4 separate regions of the Mus musculus genome follow, and all the other regions are linked to region 1. A link is a contact called in public HiChIP or PLAC-seq and promoter capture Hi-C data. All regions are on one chromosome and are shown on one strand. Each heading gives the region's core, a stretch centred on a gene start, on an enhancer-like site or on the middle of the called end of the contact. The rest is flanking DNA. Distances are from core to core; before and after follow the strand shown.

Evidence for each region. Promoter capture Hi-C pulls out the DNA fragments that hold promoters and counts their contacts. HiChIP or PLAC-seq counts read pairs in DNA pulled down with a chosen protein or histone mark.
Region 2: a contact with region 1 is called in a promoter capture Hi-C map of pre-B cells, with 5 times the contacts expected there. The contact joins the promoter of Atoh8 here to the promoter of Thnsl2 in region 1. A contact is called at or near these places in 7 of 39 promoter capture datasets (3T3-L1-derived adipocytes, embryonic stem cells, hippocampal neurons and 3 more) and 1 of 484 Hi-C or Micro-C datasets (B cells).
Region 3: an H3K27ac HiChIP or PLAC-seq map of microglia shows a contact between it and region 1, with 9 times the contacts expected there. The contact joins the promoter of Rnf181 here to the promoter of Thnsl2 in region 1. A contact is called at or near these places in 2 of 39 promoter capture datasets (both in liver) and 1 of 115 datasets of contacts at active chromatin or transcription factors (microglia).
Region 4: a promoter capture Hi-C map of liver shows a contact between it and region 1, with 4 times the contacts expected there. The contact joins the promoter of Tcf7l1 here to the promoter of Thnsl2 in region 1. A contact is called at or near these places in 2 of 39 promoter capture datasets (both in liver).

The regions. Positions count from the first base shown.
Region 1 is chr6:71,142,964-71,145,882 of GRCm38.p6, forward strand. It overlaps Thnsl2 (threonine synthase-like 2 (bacterial)), which reads right to left and starts at 1,417. Exons shown (of 9, transcript NM_001033929.2): 1 at 1,328-1,417.
Region 2 is chr6:72,234,041-72,237,168 of GRCm38.p6, forward strand. Atoh8 (atonal bHLH transcription factor 8) reads right to left here and starts at 1,537. Exons shown (of 3, transcript NM_153778.3): 1 at 354-1,537. The coding sequence starts at 1,124.
Region 3 is chr6:72,361,169-72,364,107 of GRCm38.p6, forward strand. It overlaps Rnf181 (ring finger protein 181), which reads right to left and starts at 1,264. Exons shown (of 5, transcript NM_025607.4): 1 at 1,073-1,264; 2 at 244-371; 3 at 1-58. The coding sequence starts at 1,197.
Region 4 is chr6:72,787,442-72,790,426 of GRCm38.p6, forward strand. Tcf7l1 (transcription factor 7 like 1 (T cell specific, HMG box)) reads right to left here and starts at 1,604. Exons shown (of 12, transcript NM_009332.3): 1 at 1,269-1,604; 2 at 1,121-1,184; 3 at 770-897. The coding sequence starts at 1,511.

The DNA of each region.
Region 1 (2,919 bases), core at 167-2,666:
GAGCAAGAGATACATGAAATCACATAATGTTTTAAGTAAGCTTAGAATTTTGTTTTGGGCCTCCCTATTCATAGCTATTCTCAGTCACATGCATTAGACATGCCTGAAACCAAGAATATTATCAAATAGAACCAGGGTGGATAATGTAATGCTGGGCAATGGGTATAAACAGAAATGACGTTAGGAATCTGGGACACAGGAATCAGCCCACATAGGAGTCCATGACATGGGACATAGGCACAGCTGCTCAGAAGGCAGAAGCAGGGCCAGGAGGTCAAAGGCTTAGCAGTGCCTTCAGTAACTGCAGGGAGTTCTGGAATGCTGTGAACAACGTTAGAGCAAACTGCCCTGAAATCCTTGCTGCATAAGGATTCTGGACCTGACTAAAGGAAATGCAGCCAGGGAGTTCTACTGATCAAAGGGCTGGGGGTGCTGGGACAGGGCAGAAGCAGGTGGAGCTATGAGGAACATTTTTCCAAAGCCCTGTCCTTGGTCCTCGGTAGAATGGACCACATGATACCCGGGCACTGAGGTGGGGATTCTGCAACCCAAGAAAGACATGAACAAGGCACAGAGGTGAAGAAAGCCCGGCTTGAGCTAAGCATGTGCCAGAATAAGAAGATGGCTTGATTAGCAAACAGTCCCAAGCTTCTCACAGGATTAAGGGCTGTCGGTCGGTTCTGAAAGATCACTTCAAGGGACAGCGCAGAAAAAGCTACAAGAAACAGCTAACGACTTTTTTTTTTTTTTTTTTTTTAAGACTGTTGTGTCAGGGCTCTGGACTCAGATCTCCGCTGTACTTTACTGTGATAATTACTTTTTGGAACGTTTCTGGATTTTATTCCAGAGCGGAGACAGGGCAATAACCACGATAAATAATAACAGTAATCCCGCCTTTGGGGCGGGATTCGGCGCGGCGGTAGCGGAGGTGGGGAGGCATGGAGTCTCGCCCCTAGTGGTAGATCACTACTCCTGGATTGGAGTTTAAAGCAAGGCCTGGGAGGGCGGGCGGTGTACACCCGCTGGCGAGCTCGCCGAACCCTAAGACCCCATCCCTACCCTCTGAACACAGCGCACTGTCCTGAGTTTCCGGGTTACTCCCACACTGCCGAACCCTGGCTGCAGGAGAAAAACATGAGAAATCCTCCACCCGCGCGGGCTGCTAGGGCTATTGGGGCTGCTGCCATCCTAAGGCCCCAGCTGGCTTTAAAACGGTGGCCCGGAAGCCAAGCTGAGCTACGGGACCAGGACAGCAGCCAGAAATCTGACGTGTCACCGTGGAGAGCGCGGGGTGGGGGGCACGCAGCAGAGAACTGGGCGAGGTTACCGTAGGGGCGCGGAGCTGCCTGGAGACCCGAGTCCAGTGGGCGACGCGCACAGCTCTGACTTCCCTGAGCCGGAGGTTCTGAGTTTAAAGCCAAAGCTGGGGAGGAGCTCCTACAGAGGGCGGAGGAGGGGGAGTGGAGAAGGGACTTCGGGGAGGGGTAGAAGACAGAGCTTGGAAGACAGGAGTAGGGGGGTCGGGTGGGGGACAAGGCAGACACCGGAACACTAGCCTTTGTGTTCAATGAGTGCCTTTCAGACTCTGGATTCTCTTTTAGACTCATGATCTTCGCTGAGACTCGATAGAATAAAAGACGGTGACATTTTGTTCTGTTTTTATTTGTTTGTTTACTTATTGAGAGACCTGTCTCTATGTAGCTCTGGCCACTCAGGAGATTGTATGTAGAGCAGGCTGGCCTTGAACTCACAAAGAGATCTGCCTGTCTTTGCACATCCCTTTCCTAACTCCTCCACCGAGTGCTGGGATTAAAAGCTTTGTTTTGTTTTTAGATGAGAAATCAGAGGGCAATGTGGGAAGAAGGACTTAGCCTTCCACCATTCCATCCTTTGGCTTTCAGGATTCTGGTTTACATAAATCCAAGAGCCTGTGCTAAAATCCACCAGATGGGTGCATCATTTAGCTAAAAAATTCTTAATAGAACAATACTATCTATAGAAGCGTAAGTCTGACTCAGTTTCCCCCTCCCCTTCCTTTTCTCTATGTTCTCCCCCCTTCTTCATGGAAGCTGGTTATACAGTAAAGGATGATCTTGAAGTCCCGATCTTCCATCTCCATCTCCTGAGTGCTGACATTACAGACTTGTGTTACCAACGGCTTATGCTGGGAATCGAAGCAGAACTTTGTGTGGGCTCGGCAAGCACCTTACCAGTGGAGCTGCAGTCTCAGGCCCTAATTTATTTTTCAGGGAGGGAAAAAAGCAAGAATTTGGGGTATTTTTTTCTCCAAACATGATCAAATGTCCCAGGATTTACATTCACGCTCCAAGATAAACATAGGTTTGAAGATGGACCAGACAAGTACAGTCTAAGATTTATTCTTAGCCCTGGCCTTGGCCTGGTCTTTGCCTGTCTCCTTCCTCCTCCTGAGGCCTGTGCTTATTCAAGTTGCCTGCCGTCTAGTCCTCCCCTACACAGGCCATCCACTAGGCAACAGTGTGTGAAGCTGCCCCTGAGTAGCCAGCTCAGTCTCCTGGTAGAAGGCACTGAGAGACTGTCCCTGCTCAGGATATGGGATAGGCCTTCTGAGTACAAAATGGGCCAGGGACTTGCCATAGAGTTGACAGAGGTCAGAGGCACCAACCTATTGAGGGATACAGGTCAGCCATGGACCTTCTCCAACGTGTTTCTGTACTTTCCATGAGGTGCATTTAACCATTCAGAAGCCAGGAAAACTGGGACTCACAAAAGTCAGCAGTGTTTGTTACAGTGTTCCCAAAGAAATCGCATCCAAGGACAGCCTCCCTGCCTGGCTCAGGCAGGCCTACAGGACAGCACCACCCTGGGGCCCAGAGGGAGCCCAAAGTTCTTCTGTGAAGTGTACTTTGACTTCTCACCAAGGAGAGGAGCTAAAGGCTG
Region 2 (3,128 bases), core at 287-2,786, 1.1 Mb after region 1:
TGCCAAGTGCACAGAGCGGAAAGGTCGTGCTCTGTTCCCTTCCCCTGCCAGGGGAAGATTCCCACATCCCCCCCCCCCCCCCGTACTCCCCACCAAGCCCAAGGGACCAGAAGACAAATACTCGCTGCACAAGTCAACTACAAGACCTGAGGTCAGACGCGGTTACTCCTGGGGAACAGGGGCGTGTCTAGGCCAGAGATCCCTAGATTTCGCCCACTTTACAAACTAAAAAGTTGCAACAATGATAACTCTAATCTGCCTGCTTTGTGGGATTCCTTTTATCCTAACTCCGACCCTGGGACCACCCACCCACCCACTTCTGCCACTCTAACCCCGCGGCGGTTAGTGAGTACCTGCTTCCTCAGCGCCTCGAAGGCTGCGCTGATGGTGTGCACCCGCGTCCGCTCCCTGGCGTTGGCCAGAAGCCTCCGGGTCTGCTGCAGGGCTTTGATCTCCGTTGAGGCGGCGGTCGCTTCGCCTGGCCGTTTCCTAGGCGACGCGGAAGAATCCGGGTGGTTATTGTAAATTACGTGTGAAATTGACGAGTAGGAACTTTCCCCCGGGCGCGTGGGGGGCGCAGGGCGCACGGGGGACTCTTGTGGCGCCGCTGGGGGTGCGAGAGGCGCGGATTGTGTGGGACGCGCGGGAGGGGCGCACAGCAAGATGCGGGGACGCAGAGCCTGCTCGCGGAAGGAGTGCGCCTCGGGATCCCCGGGTGCCAAGCTCTGAGATGCGGGAGGCGGCGGTGGCGTGGGTAGTCCCGGTCCCACTGTGCCCAGAGCGAAACCGCGTTTGCGCGCGTCAGAGACCTCAGGCGCTCTGATGCCCCGGAATTCCCTGGCTGTGTCTGTGCCTCCACCTGGAGGAACCGCCGGCGCCACTGAGGCTGGTACTGGGGTCGCGATCGGGAACGGTTGTGTCCTGTCCCGAAGCCCGTTGGTGGCGGCGGTGGTGCTGACTGTGGCGCCGAGCTCGGGAGCTTCCAAGTCCAATCGGAAAGTTTTATAGCCATTCGCGCGCCGCACCGGCTCCTTGCCTTTCCGCTTGAGCTTCTTGAGGCCGTTCAGTTCTTTAACGCACACAGTCTTCCACGGCCCGTCCTCGAGGACCGGGATGTGCTTCATGGCGAGGACGGCGTGAGGCTGGGGCGTGGGACTGCCCGGGACGCGCGCCCGCAGCGATCACTCTGCACGCCGCGCGCCTGGCTGTGCCGGGTGGCCGCCGCGCTGAGCGCCGCCTTGTCGCCGCGCTCTCTCCTCCTACCCTCCCTCCCCGGGTCCCTCCCTCGCACCCCCACTCCCGGGGCAGCTGCGCCTCCGGCTCCGTGAAGCCTTGGAGGCTGCCGGTTCCCCGGGAGAGCTCAGAGTGTCATCTGAAGTCGCTGCCGCCCTGCCAGCATTTCTGCAGAACGCCCGCTGCGCTCCATCTGTGTTTGTTTAGCCTCAGTTTACACAGAAGCCCAGTTCGCAAGATCACTCAGCGCCGCCCGCCCGGAGAGGAGGCAGCTCCCGCCGCCGCCGCTGCCGCCTCCCGAGCCCAGGCCGCCCGAGCAGCGAGCGCCTTTAAAGAAACAGGAAGCATTTTTCAAAACAGCTGGGCTGAGGGCCGCCTCCTTTGTCCGCGTGCTCTCGGCCTCCCCCCACCCCTCATGCCTTGTGCCGGAACCTGCCTCCTCCTGCTCGCCCTCTCTGCCCCCTACCCAAGTTGGGGGCGCGCCTTCTCTCTCCAAAAACAGTCCGCACTGTCCACTACAGTCCCGAGCACGTGGCTGCTAATCGCTGTGGCCCTTCATTGCCCAGCCTTGTTGGCCTGGGGTGGGGGTGGGGGTGACGCAGCGCCGACCTTTCCCATCCAGAACCTTCCCTTCTACCTCCCACCCGAACTGTCCAACAGAGGGAGAAATCCCAGAGCTTCTGGGAGGGAAAGATAAGTGGGAGAGAAGAACCCCAGAGTGGCTGGTCATTGTCATCCAACTGCAAGAAGGCCTTCTCCCTTCTTGCCCCTATTTGCTGGGGCAGAGGCCTTAGGAACAGAACACCGGACATTGGGAAACTGAGAGATGCAAATGTCTGGTTTAGCAGATGTAACGTCGGTGAAGATCTTAAGTCATCTTACCCGAAGCGCCCTGCTAAACCCAGATTTACTCATCTATGAAATGAGGAATCTGGAGAACACCCATGCTTGTCACAGCCTGGCTGTGAAAGCCGCCACACAGGAGGTGCCAGGTCATCAGTAGCTGCGCTAATGTTATCAGCCAGGGCAGGACAGCTCCTCAAGCAGACAGAATTCTTAGGTCCAGAGCTCAAGGTTGCCATTTACTGAGCGACCTTGGCATTCGTCGTGCTGTCCCTCGGCACCTCTGGCTCCTTATGCCCAGGATAGGGGTCACAACCACACCTTCCTCCTGGGAATGATAACAATTGATTGAGCACAGAGCCTGATGCCAATTGGCCCCAGAGGTAGAGTTCACTCTCCAGACCCCCAGGCCCCTATTCCACTGGAAATCCTACTAGAAAGAAGAGGCTGACGGGGAGGCCCTCTCGGGACCCTCTGCACACACCTTCCCCTGTGCTGCCACGTAGAGTTGCTCTCTTCACCGAGCCTTCCTCCAATGGTCTCCTTTGAGGCAAGTGTCATTAAAAGGATGAAAGGAGATCGTATATGGCATTTGAATGGTGACCCTTGACACACTGGTGTAGTGAAACTATAACTCGGGGCTTAGCTAGAGTTGGGCAGAGTCACAAGCTGTGTTGCCCGTGGCAGTTAGTGTGTTAGATGCCTCCACGTGAGTGGATGCCATTCCTAACAACGGGCTCCACGAAAGCTGAACCCCAGCCCTTTTCTAATGTCTTCCAAAAGAAGGGAAAGACCACTGTAATTTGTCGGAATGGAAGGAAAGAGAGCAGTGATAGGGATGACATCTGTGTTGGGTAGACACACCCACCACCCCCACGTCTCCCTTTGGGCAACTTGAGGATCTGAACTTGGCAGTCACAGGATGGAAGGGTGTTCTGAGGAACAGAAGAGAAATGTAAGTAGCCTAATTGATGGGAAGAATGCCTGTGACTGCCATTCTCAGCTTACCAGGCCACAGATTTCAGGCCGAGGCCAGCTGAATGCAAACCAGG
Region 3 (2,939 bases), core at 14-2,513, 1.2 Mb after region 1:
ATCTCAATCACAGTCTCCTCCGCCTCAAATTCCAAAAGGCACACGGGGCACTTGAGATCTTGAAGAGGAAGTGTCGATCAGGAGAGCAGTTAAGGCCCAACCCAACCTCCCACTCAGACACAGGCTTGGCCTAGAACACTAACAGGCCAGATTGTTGGTGGCTAGGGGGAGTCGGCAGGCAGGCAGGTCTGGCTTATCTGCCCTAAACAGAAAAAAAAAACAAAAAAGGCCTTGTGTCCTCACCAGCCTTGGCGCTACTGATGACTGTTCTAGGGAGGCTCTCCACCACAGCCTTGGCAGCTGGTGGGGGAAGGTGGTGTTCCCAATCTACCAATCCCAGGTCCTCAAAGTCCATCCTATTAAAGAGTGATCTGAGGGAGAAAGTATAAATCAGAACTAAGGAAATCATCTAGTTCCGGCCCCCATAATCCACTGGGAAATACCTGTCCTGGCTAAAATAGTAATAATAACGAATAGTGCACAAGAGCTCCTCAGTAGGGTGGGAGCCAGAGGTGGTGGCCCATGCATTTAGTCACAACACTTGGGAGGCTGTGAGTTCGAGGCCAGTCAGGGATACATAGTGAGATTGTCTCTAAGCAAAACACACACACACGAAACAAACCCACCAGCACAGCTCTCAATCAACCCCGGCTCGCTTTTCCCTTTTTCTTTCTACCTCCCAAGTAGTTGGATTAAAGGTGTGCACTATCACTCCAGGCAACTTTCCCATTTTACTAGAAATAGCAGTCTCAAAGAAGTCGTTCAGGAATAAGCCAAAGTTGATTCCAGGACAGCAGTGAGTTTCTCTCCTTGCTTATTACTAGCAAAACACTACCCAGTTTACACACTTGGGCACAGGCCGTGTCCGCCCCCATGACAATCTTGTCCCGTGCCTCCCTTTGCTACACCCACCCTTTCTATCTTCGTCTTTCCCACGATCCCCTGGCGGGCCCTACTCATTAATAGCCCAAATTAACGACTCCGACTCGACTAATCGCGTCGCCCTGACTAACATTATTTACCCCACCTCCCAGGTTAACCCGCCCTCTCCGCCAAACCCCAACCCAGAAACCTGCCGCCCGGGGCCCAGCTCCAAGCCCCGCGCACTCTTCTCGCGAGTTCCAGCAACATATTGTTGCGGGCCTCACGCTCAGGGTTCAACGGCTCGCAGTCGTGCTCATCAAAATAAGACGCCATGGCTCCTGGGCTGCCGGGCTTGTCTGACACAGCTTTAGGTTGCCGCTGGAGAGCCGAATCCAGCGCTGGCCAATAAGCGATCGAATTTCAAGAGGAGAGCCAATCAGAGTGCTCCTGGGGTGGGCATAGTGACTCGCACACAGAGGCGGAAGTACCGATGCAGCCGCCTCTCGTTGGTTGGATAAGTCAGGTGACCAAAGACTAAAGCCAATGGGGTTGGAGAAAGAGGAAATTCCGGGGACTTTTCGGAGCCAGGATCTGAGGGCTCTCGCCGGTTTCTAGAAGTGCCAGTCCAAGCCGGAAGTATCTCTACTGTGTCTCCTTGGCTGAGTTTACCTGCATGTTCCACCTACTCCCTGAAAGGAAAATTCCCACGCATTGATTATGTTTTATGCATAAAAATGGGTGAAGGGCCTGGAGAGATGGCTCAGCGCACCCAAGTTTTAGTCCCAGCACCCACTGGATGGCGCACAACACTATTTCCAGAGGGTCTGATGCTCTGCGGGCACCAGGCAAATAAGTGACAGACAGACAGACATGCAGCAAGACACCCACTCGTATTATAAATAAATAAAGCAATCGATGGTGCATGTCTTTAAGTCTGGCACTCAGGAGGCAGAGCCAGGTGTTTTTCTGTGAGTGGGAGGCCAGCCAAGGCTAAAAAGTTGAGACCTTGTCTCAATCAATAAAAATAAAAATTAAAACAAATAAATATAAACAATAAAAGAAGGAAAATAGACAAAACCATGCATGATTAGGAGTTCAACTTGGGCAGTTTACTGTAATTCCAGCTCCAGGTAATGCCTCTTTGCTCCTCCTCCCCGGTACCTACATTCACCTGACAAAGCACACATAGTTATAAAATAAATTTTTTTGAAATTTTTGAAAAGGGGGGGAGTGACCGCCAGAGGATTGCAAACTTAAGACCAGCGTGGGCTACATAGTAAAATCCTGTCTTTAAAAAAATTCAAAGGAGAGGCATATTCAGGAAAAGAGCATTCCATAAATACCTGATTGTAATTGTCTAGTACTGTAGTGCGGCACCTCAGAGGGGCCTTAGAGTTCATGCTGAGCATCTGCTCTACCACTGACCTGGGTCTCAGAAGTAGCTTGCCCAAAGTGAGTGCTGCTGACCCACCTAGCAGGGCAAAGTGCTATCCCCCCATCTTTCTCAGAAGAGGAAGATGATAATAAACCCAAGGAAGGTAACAAGTGCTTAGAGCTCTCAAGGTGGCATACACCCATCGTCTCAGAATTTAAGAGGCCACTGGGCTTTTAGGGAAACACTGCCTCTAACAAACAAACAAACAAACAAACAGTATTGTCTTAAGCCCTGTATGTTTGTTATCTTTTTGTCAACTTGACATAAGCTAAGATCATCTGGGAAGAAGGACCCTCAAACCCTGAGAAAATGCCTCCATTCCATTGGCCTGTAGACTAGTCATTTTCTTGATTAATGACTGATATAGACGGGCCCAGCTCACAGTGGGAAGTAACACCCCAGGGCAGGTCCTGGGGTGTATAGGAAGCAGGATGAAAGAGCCGGTCAGCAGTGTTCTTCCATAGCCTCTGCTGCAGCTCTTGCCTCATGTTCTTGCCATGATTTTCCGTCCTGACTTACCTTCATGGTGGAGTATAATTTTAAGATGAAATAAACCCTCTCCTCCACAAGTTGCTTTTGGTCATGGTGTTTTAACACACAAAACAAAAAGGAAACCGAGTACCAGGACTGGGGTATTGCT
Region 4 (2,985 bases), core at 354-2,853, 1.6 Mb after region 1:
GAGGGGTGAAGGAATCCGCCCTCATTTGCACATTGTCTGGGGCCGGGTCAATTTGCTTAATCACCGCTCTAAATGCCAGGCACACAGCACACAATGCGCTCCCATTAACAGGTTTAAAGTGTCGCAGCGCTCGCTTTAAATGAGAAAAGCCCGCAACAAAAGGGGGAAAAAGCCAAGTAAGAATGCCTTGGGTCGCCCTCCAAACCATCTCAGAGGAGTTTAAAACCCAGAGTTCTGCAGAAAAATTGAGGCCCTGGGGGTGAGGATTGGGGGTGGGTCGTGAATAGTTCACACAAAATAAGGAGTTTGTACAGCTCACAGCAGCCCAGGGAACCCGCAGGTCAGAGGACATCTCAAGTCAGGATCCTCCAGGCCCTTGCCCAACTTTCTCCCTTGCCAAGGGGAAAGCTGACCAATCTCCGGGAAGGAAAGCGAGACACCCCCCCCCCAAACACACACCCCCCACCTCCAAAGGCAGGCACAAATCCAAGTTTTCCTTTGGTAGGAGCAAGGAATTTGGGAGGCTGGGAGGTCCCACCAGGCCGCAATCTCCCAAAGGCGAGAAGTTAAAAGAACTTTACTTTCATCCCGTTACTGGCCAAAAGCAGTCTCATACTAGGCCGCCACAGGGGAGTTTGACTCTGCAAACAAGTTCGGCCCAGGATCAGCTCAGGCAGGAGGCCCCATCCCCCACACCACGGAAAGCCCAGGGGCGCATCCCGCCGGGCCCGACGCCCACCGGTCCCGGCACGGCCGGACTGACACTTACGGTGCGCGCTCCACCAGGAGACAGGGGTCCGTTGGAGAGGTACGGGCTGCTCAGGTCTGGAATCATCAGGAAGGGGTACCCAGGATACGCAGGTCCCTTAAAAAAAGCGCCATCCTGGGGCCTTCTCACTGCGGACAAAACCAAAGTGGAGTGAGGTCAGGGGTCCCCCAGACAGAGTAGCTATCTGGAGCTCGGGGCGGGAATCTGGAACCCGAGCACCCCTCGAGTGAGCCCCAGAGTGGCTGCTGCAGCGATGGGAGGAGAGCAGGGGTTCCGCCACCCGGACCGTGGAGACCCGTACGGCCAATCGCTGATGGCTGGAGAGTGGAGACTGACGGAGAAGGCACTTACCTTCGGCGAAATAGTCGCGCGGCTTCTGGAAAGCGTCCCGGGCGGGCTGCGGGCGCCTCTCCGCCTGTGGAGGAGACACAAAGGCGAGGGCGGGTGAGCGGGAGCGGGACCCGGGTCCCCCAGAGGCTGACCCTAGGAATCCCTTTACCTCGGAGTCCGAGCTACTGCTCTGATTCTCCGATTCGTTGACCAGGGACGACTTGACCTCATCCAGATCCCTCTGCGCCGAAGCGCTGTCGCTGCTCGGCTCTTGCTCTTCGCCCCCCTCGTCCTGGAAGGGGATCAGCTCGTCGTTCGCTCCGAGGTCGTCCCCTCCACTGGTTGCCCCGGCTCCGGAGCCACCGCCTCCCCCGCCGGCGCCGCCACCGCGGCCACCACCGAGCTGGGGCATGGTGGGGCCACGGGCCGGGGCCGCTGCGCTCGGAGCCCCGCGCCCTGCCTGGCCCGGCCCGGCGCCCCTCCCTCCCTCTCGCTGGCCCGGCTCCGATCGTTTGGCCGCTGCGGCGACAAAGTTTTGACAGGGCGTGGCTCTGTGGGAAGCGGGCCCAGCACCGCCCAGCCGGGGCAAGAGACACTCGGCTCCGAATCGTCCCGCAGCACGGAACCTAGGACTCCCAACTAGCCGCCGCCACCGCCGCTGCCTTCTCGGCCCGGGCGTCCCAGCGCCTGGCCCGCCGGGGAGGGGCGATGGGGAAGGAGGGAGGGACCGCCCGGCGGGGCAGGGGGGCCGGAGGGAGGAGCCCCGGCTGCAAGCTGACACCCGCGCCTCTCGGAACCAGGCGAACTGCAGCGCGCGCACGCACACTCGTATTCACACTCGCGTCCTGCTCGCTTGCACCTTCCGGGGCCTACAACTACCCTCCTCGTGCGACCACCCTACCCCTCGAACTTATCCAGATCCCCTCCAGTGAACTCCATGGCTACCCTGGGAAGTCCTTTCTCGCACCCTCCCTCTAAGAGTCTGGCCCGCACTCCTTCACATCCCCTAACTTTCTTTGCAAACAAGCCCCAGAACTCCGCGCGGGTTCCCACTCCGCTCCCACCGCACTGGCAGGCAGCACTGCCCCCTGCGGGACAGCCGAGGACTCGCAGATCCGCCGAGCACAACCACTCAGCCTGCCGAGTACAGGATCCCATCAGCCCTTCTACTCAGCCAGATTTTGTGACACTTTGAAACAAGTTGAGCGGTCTTACATTCCCTTTCCTATGGTATTCCAACGCATTCCTGTCCCCAAACTGTGTTTTTGATCACTTCCTCTTAGTAAGGAACTACTGCAACCTTGAAGATCACGCTTTCTCTCTAAAGCTGGAGAAGAGGTGTGAAATTCAATACTCACTGTCTTGGATTCAGACGGGATTTTAACTGTATTGATTTTAAGAAGAAATTATCACCCAGAACTCCCAAAGCTGATTAGGAAGCTGCCGTGATAGCCCACAAGCACCATAAGCAAATTACCTAACTAGCTTCATAGGTAAAAAACAGACTTGAGAGAGTATCTGGGCGCTAACAAGATGGCTCAGCAGGTACTTACCGTCAAGCCCCATGTCTTCAGTTCCCTGTCCGGTACCCACATGGTGGAAGTAGAGAACAGACACTCGTCCTCTAGCTTCTACGTGTGGACCATGCCATGTGCACTCATTCCCTCACAAGTTAGGTATCATTTAAAAGATGGAGATGGTAGAGCGTGTATTTAGCATTCATGAGGTCCTGTGTTCAATCCTCGGGACTAGATAGACTCATATATCCTCAGTCAGCTGGGGATGGGGGAAGTAACGCCACTTGGAGCCATCCTCCATGGGGACATTGGTGACAACATAAATTTTAAAATCAGTCTAGAACGTCAGTATGAGCATATTTTTTAAAT